2 separate regions of the Sus scrofa genome follow, and region 2 is linked to region 1. Evidence: chromatin contacts called from public HiChIP or PLAC-seq data. All regions are on one chromosome and are shown on one strand. The core of a region is the stretch at or near the end of the contact, and the rest is flanking DNA. Distances in the headings are between cores, read along the strand shown. Region 1 overlaps R3HCC1L (coiled-coil domain-containing protein R3HCC1L). Region 2 has its middle 35 kb from the start of LOXL4.

The links. HiChIP or PLAC-seq counts read pairs in DNA pulled down with a chosen protein or histone mark.
Region 2: an H3K27ac HiChIP or PLAC-seq map of skeletal muscle shows a contact between it and region 1. The contact joins two enhancer-like sites. A contact is called at or near these places in 17 of 47 Hi-C or Micro-C datasets (adipose tissue, alveolar macrophages, embryonic fibroblasts and 10 more) and 1 of 2 datasets of contacts at active chromatin or transcription factors (skeletal muscle).

The regions. Positions count from the first base shown.
Region 1 is chr14:109,507,377-109,514,228 of Sscrofa11.1, forward strand. All of the region lies in intron 1 of R3HCC1L (coiled-coil domain-containing protein R3HCC1L), which reads left to right. Among named protein-coding and RNA genes, the nearest start is that of R3HCC1L, 27 kb to the left of the region's middle. Within about 2 kb of position 4,210, at least 14 of the 83 cell types and tissues checked have an H3K27ac peak or open chromatin away from gene starts, as enhancers often do. A contact at or near this core is called in skeletal muscle, where this site is marked.
Region 2 is chr14:109,624,772-109,631,696 of Sscrofa11.1, forward strand. No RefSeq gene overlaps it. Among named protein-coding and RNA genes, the nearest start is that of LOXL4, 35 kb to the left of the region's middle. Within about 2 kb of position 1,455, at least 11 of the 83 cell types and tissues checked have an H3K27ac peak or open chromatin away from gene starts, as enhancers often do. A contact at or near this core is called in skeletal muscle, where this site is marked.

The DNA of each region.
Region 1 (6,852 bases), core at 2,960-5,459:
ACCAATACTTGGAAGCTGTGTGATCTTAAGTAACTTATGTTTCAGATTTCTCATCTGTAAAATTGAGATGGTAATAGTATAGTATATAGTATATTATAAACTTAGTATATAGTGTGAATCAAATGAGGTAATGTATGTAACACACTTAGCAAAAAGAAAGCCTAGTAGCCTCTACTTTCAAAATTTGCTCAGTGGTTTATTAGCTTTAGTTTGTGAATCCTAAAGGGGAAAAAAGATCAAGTTTAATGCATGTCAGGTTTGAGGCACAGCTCTGAAAACCTTATTCATTTCAATGTTTATTGTCAACTATGGGATATCAGTGCAACCCAGTATAGACCCAGGGGAGGAACTAATTTCAAATAAGTCTAGAAACACAGACCAACCTCCAGATGTGTAGTGAGGGAAAGAAATTTGAGGAGACAGTTTTCCTCTTCCCTCCCTACCACCAGGTGTATATGCAGATTAGGAAGCAGACTTTGCTCTCTACCTTTCTATTACATAGTATATTGCTACTGTTCAGTTATAATATTAAAGCTTTGATCTGACTACCTTTTGAGATGCTCAGTAATAGGTGCTAACATTAAACTTGGAACAGTTAAGGTGGTGAACCGTGGGGTTACCACATCAGTGGACTGTGAAAGAGACTAAGCTGCGGACTGTTTCCCAGCCTATAAAGCGTGAAATCAGTTGCTGCTGATGCATGGCGACTATGGCCAGTGGAGTGTAAAATAAGTTGGGAGCATGAATTGTGTTATGTTGTGAGAAAAACCTTTTCATGCCATAGTTTGTTTACGTATTTTGAGGCCCTCAGCATCCTATTGGAATCATCTATCCTGTGTCTTTCATTGTCTTCATACTCAAGATTTTTCATGAAATGTTTCTCCCAGGTCTGCAAGCTATATTCCTTGTTCATCTGCATTTACAGAGTCACAGGCTGTAAACGTCTGAAGCAGACTAATATTAAAACACTGTAACTATTGTATCCTGATTAAGATTACACCAGAAATACACCATCTGCAGTATTTGATGTACAAGTTCTTTTGTTTTTAGATTCAGATTTGAAAGTGCACTCTGTATTCTGCTTTGAAGCTTCCTTCAGTCCAGGAACTGTGTTATCAATTTCACTGGTCATTGTTCCCGCGTTCCCATGTGCCTCTGGAGAAAGGGAAGTATGTAGAGAAGGGTAATGTTTTCAAATGGTTGGGGAATTGGTAGGAAGAAGTATAGAGATTATTCTTATGGGGAATAGAGGAGAGGGAGTTCCTCTCCTGACACCTGGTGAGCTTCACCATATGGCTCTGAAGGTGAGGCAAGGTGAATGAGGAAGTTTCAGAGACAATGGTGAATTATTACTGTCAGCACTTTTAAATCTGGAAGGTTATTGGGATTAGTCCTGTCATGAAAGCATTAAAGTTCTTTCGTTCTCATCCTAGTTGGTTTTTCTTGTTTTGTTGCTTTGCATTTATACAGATTGTAAACAAATTGTTAATATTTATGAAGTTAATAGATGATTGTGAGAGATCATCCTGCTTAATATCAAGCAGTCATTGTTAAGTGCAGGGACTTTGAAATCCTAAGCAACACTTTAGAAGCTATGTGATTTTGGGTTATTTAAGCGTCAGCTTTCTCATCTGTAAAACTGAGAGAATAGTACCTACCTCATAGTATTATAGCTGGAATCAAATGAGAAAATATAAAGTATTTAGCACAGTCCCTGTCACCTCATAAGCACCCACTGAATGGTAGCTGGTTGTTTTTTCTCTTTCTCTTCCTCTGCTACTACTATTGGTACTACTCTAACAGGGATTCACTTTTGCTTATACGACCTACACCTTAATGGAACAGAAAACATATTTAGACGTGGTTCATAGCAGCAGATTTTGAAAAATATGTCCTTATTCTCTTGCTTAATTTATTCCTTAATAGAACTTTCTTAACTAAATAGAAACTCTATAAATATGAAGACTTTTTATTGAAAGGAAAGATCTTTGTGTTGCCTTGAGATAGCCTTATTAAAAATTGATTATTTAAAATATATTTGATTAATGCAAATAAAACAGCTTTTCTGTGAACTTAGGAAGTATGTAGGAATAAGAGTTTGCAGAATTATCCATTCTTATTATTCACCTGGCACCAGTTATTTTTTTCTGAGGTGCCTTTTTTGGAATTCATAGGAGAAATGTTTTTGTCTGATGCTAAGAAGAGTTGTAATGGAGTTCTGCTCTGGTGTATGAGGACATTTTTGTGGGACTGGGATGAAAAGCCATCCTGATCATTTACACTAATGGAGATGGGTGTTAGTGTGGATAATATATTTGGTTTTGATATGTATTATGTGATTATTTTTGTAGCACCATAATTTCCTTATTACACTTTGCTCAGCTAGTGTATCCTGAGTATGTATACTGGGTGGAAACTGGTTAGGGCAACTATGATGGTGATGAAACTACTAGTTTAGTTGATGGGAGATCTGGGTTCTGGTTTCACTTATCAGTCATATAGCTACACGTCTGAAATAAATTCCTCAACCAGTTCCCTCATATTTAAAATAAGGGGGTTGTAGGACAGGATTTTCCAAGGTGTTTTTCAGCTAGCTCTAAGGTTACAAAGGTCTGTATGGAGGTAGCTTTGCAGTCAGGAAATGCAGCAGTAACACATTTTGACCACCAGAGGGTGAAGTCCAATCAGTCAACTTCTGCTCTGTGTTGGACCAGAATGTGCGTCATTGGAAATGAAGACACATTGCTCCTCTATTCGTTTAAGTTATGGAGCCTCTTGTTTTTCTGATTCTATTTGCATTAGATATCATTCTGCTTTTTTCTTTTCAACCTTCTAGATAGGACTGGGACCAATATATAAGGAAGGGAGAAGAGAAGAGTAGAGGTTTCCAGTTGTCAGGAATTCATCTAATTTTGTTCTCTGAGATAGTGACTCTCAGATGACCCATTGGCAGCTTTGATGGGAAGCGCAATAGTATGAGTGGCCGAATTTAAATTACTTGGGGCCACCTTCCTCCTCCCGAACACACAGGCACACATACGAAGGACATTAAACCCTCATTACCCTCACTGTCTCTGAAATCCCAAGGGTGAAAATTGGATGTCTGAGAAATATAATAAAATGAGCACAACACTTGTAATTGAAATCTAGGTTCCAGTCTTGCTTTGCTACTTAGTGCCCTTCCAGCCATCCATCTTACAACCTCAGATCCTTAGTTTCCTTATTCCAGAAATTAGGATGTTGAATTCTGAACTATGCATTCTCTTTCAGTAATGTAATACTAAGTCTGTAAAAATTCTTTAATGTTTATGTGAAAGACAGGACTATTCTCTATAAGACATTGTAATTAATATCTTGTAAAAATAGCACTGGATTTCTTTTTTCTTTTTTGGCTAGCAACAGAAATGTAGTTGTTGTGAAGGCATAAATATTAAAGTATTATAGTAAACTACCATTATGGCAAAAGAACAACAGTTGCCACTCCACTGAGTCATTTTTCTGACTCCACAAACAAATTCTCGGAACATAGACTCTGTGGCAGCGAGTCAGTCAAGAGAGGCAGGACTAGGAGCCAAGCCAAGCTGATTTGGAGTATAGTTGATAGTGAAGCATTTAAAGAAGTCATTTGGGAATGCGTGAGCTTAGGAAGAGAGGGCATGTGGGGCCTGGGAATCTGTATCACAAAGCTGGAGTCAGAATCCATTTCTTTATCACATGAGTGGAAATAACTTTGATACAGAGTCTAGTTGTATGAGTTAGAGACCATAGAATAATGTGGAAGGAACAAAGAGGGCATGTAGTCCAAATAAGCAAGCTGAGTGTCTCAAAGGTGACAGACAAATGGACTCCAAAGTGTGGTTGTAAAAACAGCCAAAAATTAGTACTTAGGATTTGACATGTACATTAGACAGTAAAAGCCACCCGGGCAAACTAGGCAGAAACAGTGTATTAGGATTATATGCCCAAGACAAAATTCTAATCTATCCTGGTTTTAATCACCCACTTTGGTGTTGGTAGGCATGTCGACATGGTATATCCAAGGCTCCACACATTTGAGGCTAGTGCTTATTGGCACTGACAAACTCTATGCGGTTTGTGTGCCTCTAATAGCTTCACATGCCACTGGAACCACATATTCACAGATCTGCTCACTACAACTGCAGAGTTCATTTCATAGAACTGGCTAGTAAAAAATTTGGCAGGCAAGCCAGCTTTTCAAGTGCTCCTAGGAATGGAGCCCAGCTGTTCCCTTTGGGCTTTGAGCTGTTGGGAGTTCATTGGGTTAGCAGCTAGAAAGAATGGACTGTAACATTTTCGGCCTAGTTTGTGACAACAAAGCAGAGGTGTTAGAATTTCTGTTCTAGAGGTTTACACTGCAAGTAACTTAACCTGATTGTGTGTCTTAATATTACTGGGCTTCTGACCACTGAAATATGGCCTGGATCGATGGTGGTTTGGAGAAAGTAGAAAGAGGGCTATCCATCATGCAGAGGCTCCCTAGAAGCTGCTCGATAATGCTGCTTTCACCAAGCAGCCATCTGTCCATCCATCCATCAGTAGGATGAAATGAGATTTAGCGGAACAGGCAGCCGTAACTCTGAGACACTTTCTAACCAACGATTGCAGCCCTGGCCTTAGTCTGACCACAAAGCACAGCAGTGGGACTTGGCGGGATGTGGCAGCAAGTGCAGTCTCATTCCCGTTACTGCCAGCCTAGAGTTTGTTCACTATGAGGCTGAATCACAGCCGAATCTCCCATACAATATTTAACTAAACTTGGGTGATGAGCAAACAATAATTCTCTTTCAGTTCCGTACTGTTTTACAAGTCGAGCAGACTCTTGATGGAGAATTTTTTTTTTTTTGACTTGGAAAAAAAATAAAATTAAGAGCTGATTTAATTTCTCTGGAATCCTGGCACATAGTTTATTTAGCCTTTAACCCATATTCCCTAATGGCAGAACGCTTTGTAAATGCTAAGGCATCAGGAAGGCCACCTTTCTCAGTTGTAAGCACTGAGAAAGGGTACATATGCTGGCAATTCCCAGTTTGTCATGGTAATGAGGGATGATTAGGGATAATTCATTGATTTTATTTTATACAGATTTTTCTTTTTCCTCTTAAATTGGACTTTTTACCTATCGGAAATTGCTTTTTTCTCTCTACTCCGTAGTGCCAATATGAAAGAAAACATGGACAGGAAAATAAGTAAAATATTAGAAACAAGAAGCTGAGTTACCCCCAAAATGGATAATCAAGCTCTTGAGTATTGAATGTTAACTGTTATCTTCCTGGTTCCTCTGCCTTTCTAGGGCACTGAGCCTTCTGAGAGCCTCTTGGTCAGTACATGTCTATGCTCATGTTACCTGTCCTGGTACCTTCCCTAGCCATGGCCAGGTTCATTGACGGTTTTCTTACAGTGGTCACTTCAGACCTCAGCTCCTGTTCTTTGTTCTGAAGCCTTGCTTTTCATTTTAGACTGGGGGAGGGGTCGAGGGAGCCTAATGTACCGGAGATGCCTCGGAAATGAGAGCCTTGGATGAATTCCTGGGCCTATTGATCCACCGGCAGTTTATGCATCCTGACATTCATAATCTCAGTAGGCTGCTGATGTTCCTGATTAATGGGCCCAGGGGCTGTCCATCCGTCACTTCACATTAATTACTGAAGAGGTGTTTTTCCAGTGATTTACCTGACAGCGGGCTGTGATAAATACCCTTAAGCAGAGTGGGCAGTGATTTATCACAGGGCCACACCCTCCCCCACTTACCCTTCCCCCTAACCACAGGCTAGCACTGGGACCTGACCAGAGAGTGCCCCCTCCCCATAAGCTATCTATCTCCATAATTGCTTGTGGATGCATATTTATTGGGGCATCGGACCTGGCAGATAGCATTCTAGAATTTGTGCCAAAGATGATGAAAAATAAATCTTCCCAGTAGGAAGAGTAACTAGTATGTTTTTTCATGGGGCAGAGAAGTATATATAAGGTGTCTTTCTCTTACTTTTAAGAAATCTGATAGAAATATTGCCTACCCACTGTGCATGTCCTCAACACTGTGATGACGATTGCTCTGTGAGCTTTAAAAAGGGGAGAAAGCACAATTTTGTCTTTTTGATATTTGTAGTCTGTTCAGGAAGAACCTGAAGAAATATGAGAAATTAGAGTACATTTCAGGGTACTGTTATAATATAATTTTGGGAGCATTGGGATAGAACTCCAGTGTTCCATTTCCTACTTTGTGGCCTTAGAAAAGGAAATTTAGTTAAATATTTAAATATTTGAGTGTTTTCCATGGGTCAGGCATTGTGTTCAACTCTGCAAATAGGAAGATGAATGTGATATAGCAGCAGATCTCAGCAGGCGAAGTCTAGTGCCCCTAGCTTTAGTTTCTCAGGCTGTAAAACTAAGCTTTTCCAGGAAATTGTATAAATATTTTAAAATAAAATCAATTTAAAATTTAAAATGATTTAAAATTAACTTATACGTTATATTTATTGAGTACCTTTTGTGTTCATGGGGATACAAGAAGCATTTGAGAAACAGTATCTCCGCTCAAGAAACTATGTTATAGAGCATGAGATGACATTCTTAAACATAGGAGTAAAACAGGAATATGAGGTAGTTTATAGTGACAAATTAGTACCATAGGTAATGAATGTACATGAGTTCACAGAAAGGTGAAATCAGTGTGTCTTCAAATAGTTAAAGATATGAGATAAGCCTTTTGAATGAATAGCAGCTAGGAGTGTTTGACCTGATATAATTCAAGGAGGGCATTTCAGAATTTGGAATGAACAGATCATGAGGCCATAGAGTCCAGAATGGAAGGTTTGTGCCTGCGAGTGGTAG
Region 2 (6,925 bases), core at 205-2,704, 110 kb after region 1:
CTTATACCAATCAGCATTCCCTATCTAGGCAGCTCCCAGCTTCACCCAACTCTTCCTGTTCCTAGCAGAGGTTGATCTGAGCTCCTATCTCTGCCCCGGGGCCTCTGGCCATGTCCTTGCACTGGGGATGATGGGGGAGGCGTTTAGGGCCCCATCAAATTGCTCTCGGAATTTAGGCGGCACTAAGCCAACTGTTCAGGGAAAGGGAAGAGACAATCAAGACCCCCAGTAAAGGGTCCATAGGGCCATCTTGGAAGGCTCTGAGCTAAGAGGCAGAGCGGCGCCATCAGCCCAAACTACTCCACATGACTGTGCAGGGATGCATCGAACAGCTGTGGAGGCCCTGTTCCTGTCATACACATTGCAGATTTGTAAATGAATTATGACAGTTCCCTGGCAATCGGTATCTTGTCCTAACAAAATCAGTATCTTACAACAATTTCCCTCCAGATTGTGGAAGGGGAACTATTTTCTACTTTGTATAAGGATGCTAGGTAGGCTGGAGTGGCCTCTGTTTGAAAACCCCATACATTTGGAGGGATTTTCTACATCATACACAGAGTAAATCTCACTCTGCCAGTTGTGCCTGCCCCTAGGAACCTGGCACTAACCTGGTTTCCAAACCTTCAAATCAGTGTTAGAAACATGGGAGACACAGACCAGGCTGCTCGCTTGACTGGGCCCAACTCAGCTGATCGTTGACAGACTATAGTGGCTGTAAAGCCTACTGACCTTAACCTCCCAAGGGCCTTGGGAGGTACAGGTTTGAAAATAATGTATACGTGCTTTGGAATCTGGGCTTTGGCATTGTTTAAAAATTCTAACCCTATAATATGCAGAGCTCAAGCAGGGGCCAGCATACTCCTCACCCCTGCAAACAGCAGCTTCGTTTCATCCTTCTAGACATTCCAGAGCTGCTGGAATAACAGTCTGCTCTTCAGAAGGTCCATTCAATAGCTGTGGCCCTGCCTGGCCCCTCCGGCTGGCTCTTCCCGTAAGAAAACACACAGGAAGGCGATGCTGGCAGTAAACAGAATGGGGCCAACCATAGGGCTGGAAAGGAGTGCTGGTCGAGCCAGGTGTGGAGCTGTCACTCTAAGCAACAGATGACCCGGCTGAACTGCCCAGCCAGCGAGTCCCCAGGGAGGTCACTGGGAAGCCAGAAGCTGAGGCTTTGCCGCACTGAGGACACAGAGCGGGCCTCCCCCTCTGGGCCTTATTTCCCCAGCTGTTCAGTGGAGGGGTTGGAAGATACGATGGCTGAGGTCTTTGCCAACTCTAATAGGTGTGGTGCTGGGCAGCTCACTTCCTGACTCCTCCTGTAGGTGCCAGGTAGGAGGATGGCTGACATGTGGGTTTGTGTCATTTTTGGCCCTGTCCCTGGAGCTCTCAGGCCACCCCCCGGCAGTTGGGTTGGAAAAATGCATTCCTCACCTATCTGGGGCCAGTCATGCCTCAGCCCAGCTCAGAGGCCCCAGCTCTTAGACAGCTGGTCCCCCAGCTGGAGCACACAAGGTGCCAGGACAGCAGAACCATGCATGCAATTGATTTGAGAGGTTTGGAGGTTACATGTTTTTTCCCCCCTGGAGAAACTGTTCTCTGGAGCCAAACCTCTCAGCTCAGGGGAGTACAAAGCTGATAAAAATAGACTTTAGCCAGAGCAGCAGAAATGGGAGGAGGGGATAGAGGTCAGACCTCCTTTCCTGAAATTCAGCTCAGGGTTCGTGCTCCCTGTTCCGCAGGGGAGGGGACAGCTGGTTCCTGGAGCAATAGCTCCTGCCATCTCCCATCTCCTGAACCACCTATGACAATGCAGGGACCAGTGTCCTCACTCAAGGAGGGACAGCAGGGAGAAGCAGCTCCTGTCAGGAGGAAGGCTCCTATCATTATTTAAGAGAGTGGCTGTCAAGCAAATCGCTCCTGGCCAGGAATAATCATAGTAATCACCCTCAAAGTAGCAATAGTAGCTAACATTTGTTGCGTGCTGGCTATATTCTGGGAACCGAAAATGTATTATTTCATTTAATCTTCATAGCAAAAGTATAAGATGTTATCATTAGCTCCATTCCCCCGGCAAGAAACAGAAGCTCAAAGAGAGTCATTGGCTGGCAGCTGCCCAGCTGGTCTATGGGGATGTCAGGATTCCAAGTTAGGTCTGTCCGGCCCTAAAGCCCACGTGCTCAGGCTTTGCAGGGAAATGCCAGCTCCCTCGGGAAGCCCTTCCTAGTCACAACGTGCCTTAGCCAGTCAGACCTGACTGCTCTTTCCCCTGTGTTTTTGCTCAGCTTTGGTGTGTCTTCTGTGGTGCTGACCACATTCTGCCTGAATCGTGCTATGGTTGTGTGCACGTTTTACCTTTTCTGTGTGCATGTCTGAATTGATCAGGATGTTTTTGATTGTGATCAACAGAAACTCAATGCAAACTAGCGTAACCCGAGTGGAATTACTCCTGTAACTAGGAATCAAGAGGCGACGTGAGCATCGGACATGGCTGGTGGCTAGACCCAGGGCAAGAATAACAAGAGCTCTTCTCTCTCTCCTGTCTCTCAGTCTCTCTCATTCTTTCCTACAGCTTCCTTTTCCTCCCTTCCTCATTACTCTTATCTCTTGGCTCTTCTTTCTATCGAGGGACCTCATTCTCTCCCATTGAAGAGTTTTCTTTATGTGGTAGGGAATGTGATTGCTGTCAGCAGCAGGCTTATTGCATCATTGGTCACTGTCCGTGGGGGATGAACTTCTCTCCCATGTCCTTATAGGGAATCCCACCAGAGTGTCCTGATTGGCCCTTCACGGGTCACATGCTAGCTCTTTGACCAATCACAGTGAATGGGGAGGGGCATTGATGAGGACTTTGGGCAGACCTGCATCCTTTCAGCCAGGCACAGGCCACGGTTACTGGCAGCCTCACTAGAATCACACAATTAGTGTTGCAGAGCGGTTGTTTGCCAAAGAAAAGGACATGGAAATGGGGTGCTGTATAAATAAAAGAAGTTTACTGAAATATCTTATAATGGTTCTATTTCTGTAATGTCCATGTGTTTGACTTGATATGTTTTCCTCTTAGACTATCTCTAATCCTTTTAATAGCCAATCAAGGTGGGCATTTTGCACCCTATTTTTATTTTTACTTTTTAATTTTTTAATTTTTTTTTTTTTTTGTCTTTTTGCCTTTTCTAGGGCTGCACCCACGGCATATGGAGGTTCCCAGGCTAGGGGTCTAATCAGAGCTGTAGCCACCGGCCTACACCAGAGCCACAGCAACGCCAGATCTGAGCCATGTCTGCAGCCTACACCACAGCTCAAGGCAACGCCGGATCCTTAACCCACTGATCAAGGCCAGGGATCGAACCCGCAACCTCATGGTTCCTAGTTGGATTCATTAACCACTGAGCCATGACAGGAACTCCCTACACCCTATTTTTAAAGATGAGGAAGCTGAGTTCAGAGAAGTTAAGCAAATTATCCAAGCCATGTAGCTAGTTAAGCAGCTAGTCCAGGATTCAGACACAGGTATATTTTCCCCCAAAGCCCAAGCATTATTATTCCTAGTGATAGATTATCTCTAGGATTAAAGTGATAGGTCATTTCCCATATTCCCACTTGGGAATTGTATCAGTCAGGATAGGCTTAGTTAAAATCCAGTAAAACAAACAAACACACAAACAAAACAAAAAAACAAGCCCCCAGATCTCAGTGGCTTAGAATAGTTTCCTAGCTTGCTTGGTCAACTTGTCCATTATGGGGCAACAGGATTCTGGCTCGGGGAGCTGGGCTGATGGAACAGCTGTCAACTCAAACGTTGCCAGTCACTGTGCCAGAGAGGAAAAGAGCTTGGGAAGGTCTAGAAGCTTCCACTCTCAACTCAACCTGAAGTAGGCACACAACCTATTCAACCACAGGGGGACCAAAAAATGCAAGTCTCCTGTTGGGCCCACCCAGGAAGAGGAAAACCAGAAAGATTTAGACAACAATGCTAATGAGTTCTTAAAAATTATTTTTGTAATTTTCCTGTGGTGTGTAAGAGAGTGATTTTTCAATGTAATAATGTAATTTTAGATTAGTGTATTATTAAATGTTATATTATAAAATTTCCTTTAATCTTTATTTTTGGCTTCATTCATGGCATGTGGAATGTCCCAGGCCAGGGACTGAACCCGTGTCACAGCAGTGACCCCACCCACTGCAGTGACAGCTCCAGATCCTTAACTCTCTGTGCCACAAGAGAACTTCAATCAATCACTCTTAAATTATATCAATCATGAAGCTGAATTTGGGCATTTCCCTCACTGAATAAGTGATAAATGCTGTTTAATTTATTTTAATTATGTAAAAATGTGATTGGTTGATACATTTTAATTTGCTATATTATATATTTCATTTGGAGACCAAGTATATTTTTAAAAAAATGTATATCGTAGGAGATCCCTGATGGCCTAGCAGGTAAGGATCCATTGTCACTGCTGTGGCTTGGTTTTGATTCCTGGCCCAGGAACTTCCACAAGCTCCAGGCATGGCTACAAAACAAAAAATAAAAATAAAAAATGTAGGTTATAGTTATAATTTGCAGCATAAAAAATTGTTCTTAGGACCTCTCACTTGGAGTTATTGAAATTTTTACATTTCGAAAAATTGCTTTATGAGTTCCTATTGTGGCGCAGCAGAAACGAATCTGACTAGGAACCATGAGGTTGCGGGTTTGATCTCTGGCCTTGCTCAGTGGGTTAAGGATCTGGCGTTGCCCGTGAGCTGTGGTGTAGGTTGTAGATTGGGCTCGGATCTGGTGTTGTTCTGGCTGTACTGGTGCAGGCCAGCAGCTACAGCTCCAATTAGACCCCTAGCCTGGGAACCTCCCTATGCCACGGGCGTGGCCCTAAAAAGATCCCCCCCCCAAAAAAATTGTTTATTTATTTTTAAAAATGTTTTAAATTTATTATTTTATTTTATTTTATTTTATAAGCTGCACTTGCAGCCTATGGAAATTCCTGGGCTAGGGGTCAAATCAGAACTGTAGCTATTGGCCTACACCACAGCCACAGTAACTCAGAATCCAAGCTGCATCTGCTCCCTACATTGTGGCTTGTGGCAATACCGGATCCTTAACCCACTGAGGGGGGTCAGGGTTAGATCCCACCACCTCTTGGACATTATATTGGGTTCTTAACCTGCTGAGCCACAACAGAAGTGTCAAGATTGCTAGTTTTTTAAACATAAGGAGTTTCCTTCCATTTGATATTGAGACGAAAGAGAAAGTTTGAGAGTACCATCTGTAAGTGCTGTTCAAAACACATTACAGAAGCAGATCATCTTTATTCTTAACAAATAATAATAATAATAAAGCCTTACTGGCTATAATTGCCACTGCATTTTTCCTTTCTATCGTGGTTTATGGAGTCCTAGGAAAATTTTGAGAATTATTCTGTTTTTTTATGTTCCTCATTAACTTGATATTGTGTTTCCATCTCAGAGTTCCGCATGCTTCTTGTCTTAAAACAATAGTCCATACTGGATATAAATTAAACTGATTATGACTAAGCATAAAAAGAATTTAATACTGCACGATGGTGAAAACCACCAGGATGGTTTTCAGTGATCGGCTGAGTAATGAGCCAACAAGCTGGAAACTGAGTTGCAGGCAGACTTATCTGATCTCAGGATTCTCATGGCAAGTCTTCTCAGCATTCACATTCTCCCATTTAAAAAGTGTTTTATTATTGATTTAGAAAAGAAAAGGGAACATGGTATCCCTGCCTTTTTTTTTTTTTTTTTTTTTTTTTTTTTTTCTTTGTCTTTTGTCTTTTGTCTTTATAGGGCCGCTCCTGTGGCATATGGAGGTTCCCAGGCTAGAGGTCAAATCGGAGCTACAGCTGCCGGCCGACACCACAGCCACAGCCACACCAGATCCCAGCCACATCTGCAACCTACACCACAGCTCACGGCAATGCCGGATCCTTAACCCACTGGGCAAAGCCAGGGATCGAATCCATGACCTCATGGTTCCCAGTCAGATTCATTTCCACTGCGCCATAATGGGAACTCCAATCATTGCCTCTAAGCTCACGGATCCCTTGCACTATCTTCATGAACCCTTGTGATCACAACCAGACACTGGGAAATGCTTTGCACCAGCTTCCATCAGACTGTAGGGTTTGGGGCACATCCCAGAACTCCATTGTTCTTGCACGCTGCACTCTTTGTGGCACCAGCCCGGTGTATTTCCTGTAGGCTTAGATGCTTGATAGTTGTAGATTGGAGGGTGCAATGATAAAAAGGAGAGGCGGACCAGCGACCCTTCTTTGCGTATATTCGGCTTCCCAGTTTACAAGGGAGTTGACAGCATTGCCCAGGTCTGGAACGCGTCCCCATCTCCAGGGAGTGAGAAATGGCTGTTGGGGTAGAAAGATGCCGGTGGGGCTGGAAAGAGAGGCAGGCATCCTCCAGCAACCAATGTGTGAACTCCTGGCTGAGCCCTCCCTGCCGTGAGGCGCCGAGATAATGAAGATAGAACAAGTTCACAGAAGGGCAGCAGAAGCGATCCAGGAGACATGACTTACGGGAGGAGAGTTTAATTGGTTTAGCCTAAAAAGCCCATTACGCTCGCTGGTGGACACGGTAATGCTATAAATATCTGCAAGGTGACAACAAGGGAGAGAGGATGGAATCTGTCTCGCTGGGCACTAATGTTAAGACCGGAGGCTTGGAGGGAGTGCAGAGCCTGCAGAGGGCTGGATCCAGCTTTAGGAGCGTGAAGGCTTTCTCACTGTCAGAAAGAATCCTTTGTTCAAACAAAAGCATCCATGGAATTCTATTTTGTGAACAGATCCACCACCAAGGCTCTCATGTGAGGTGAAGAAGGGACCTGGGGTCCTTCCCTACTCCCACCCCCACAGCCACCTCCCCAGACCCCCAGGGCTTAATTGGAAAACCT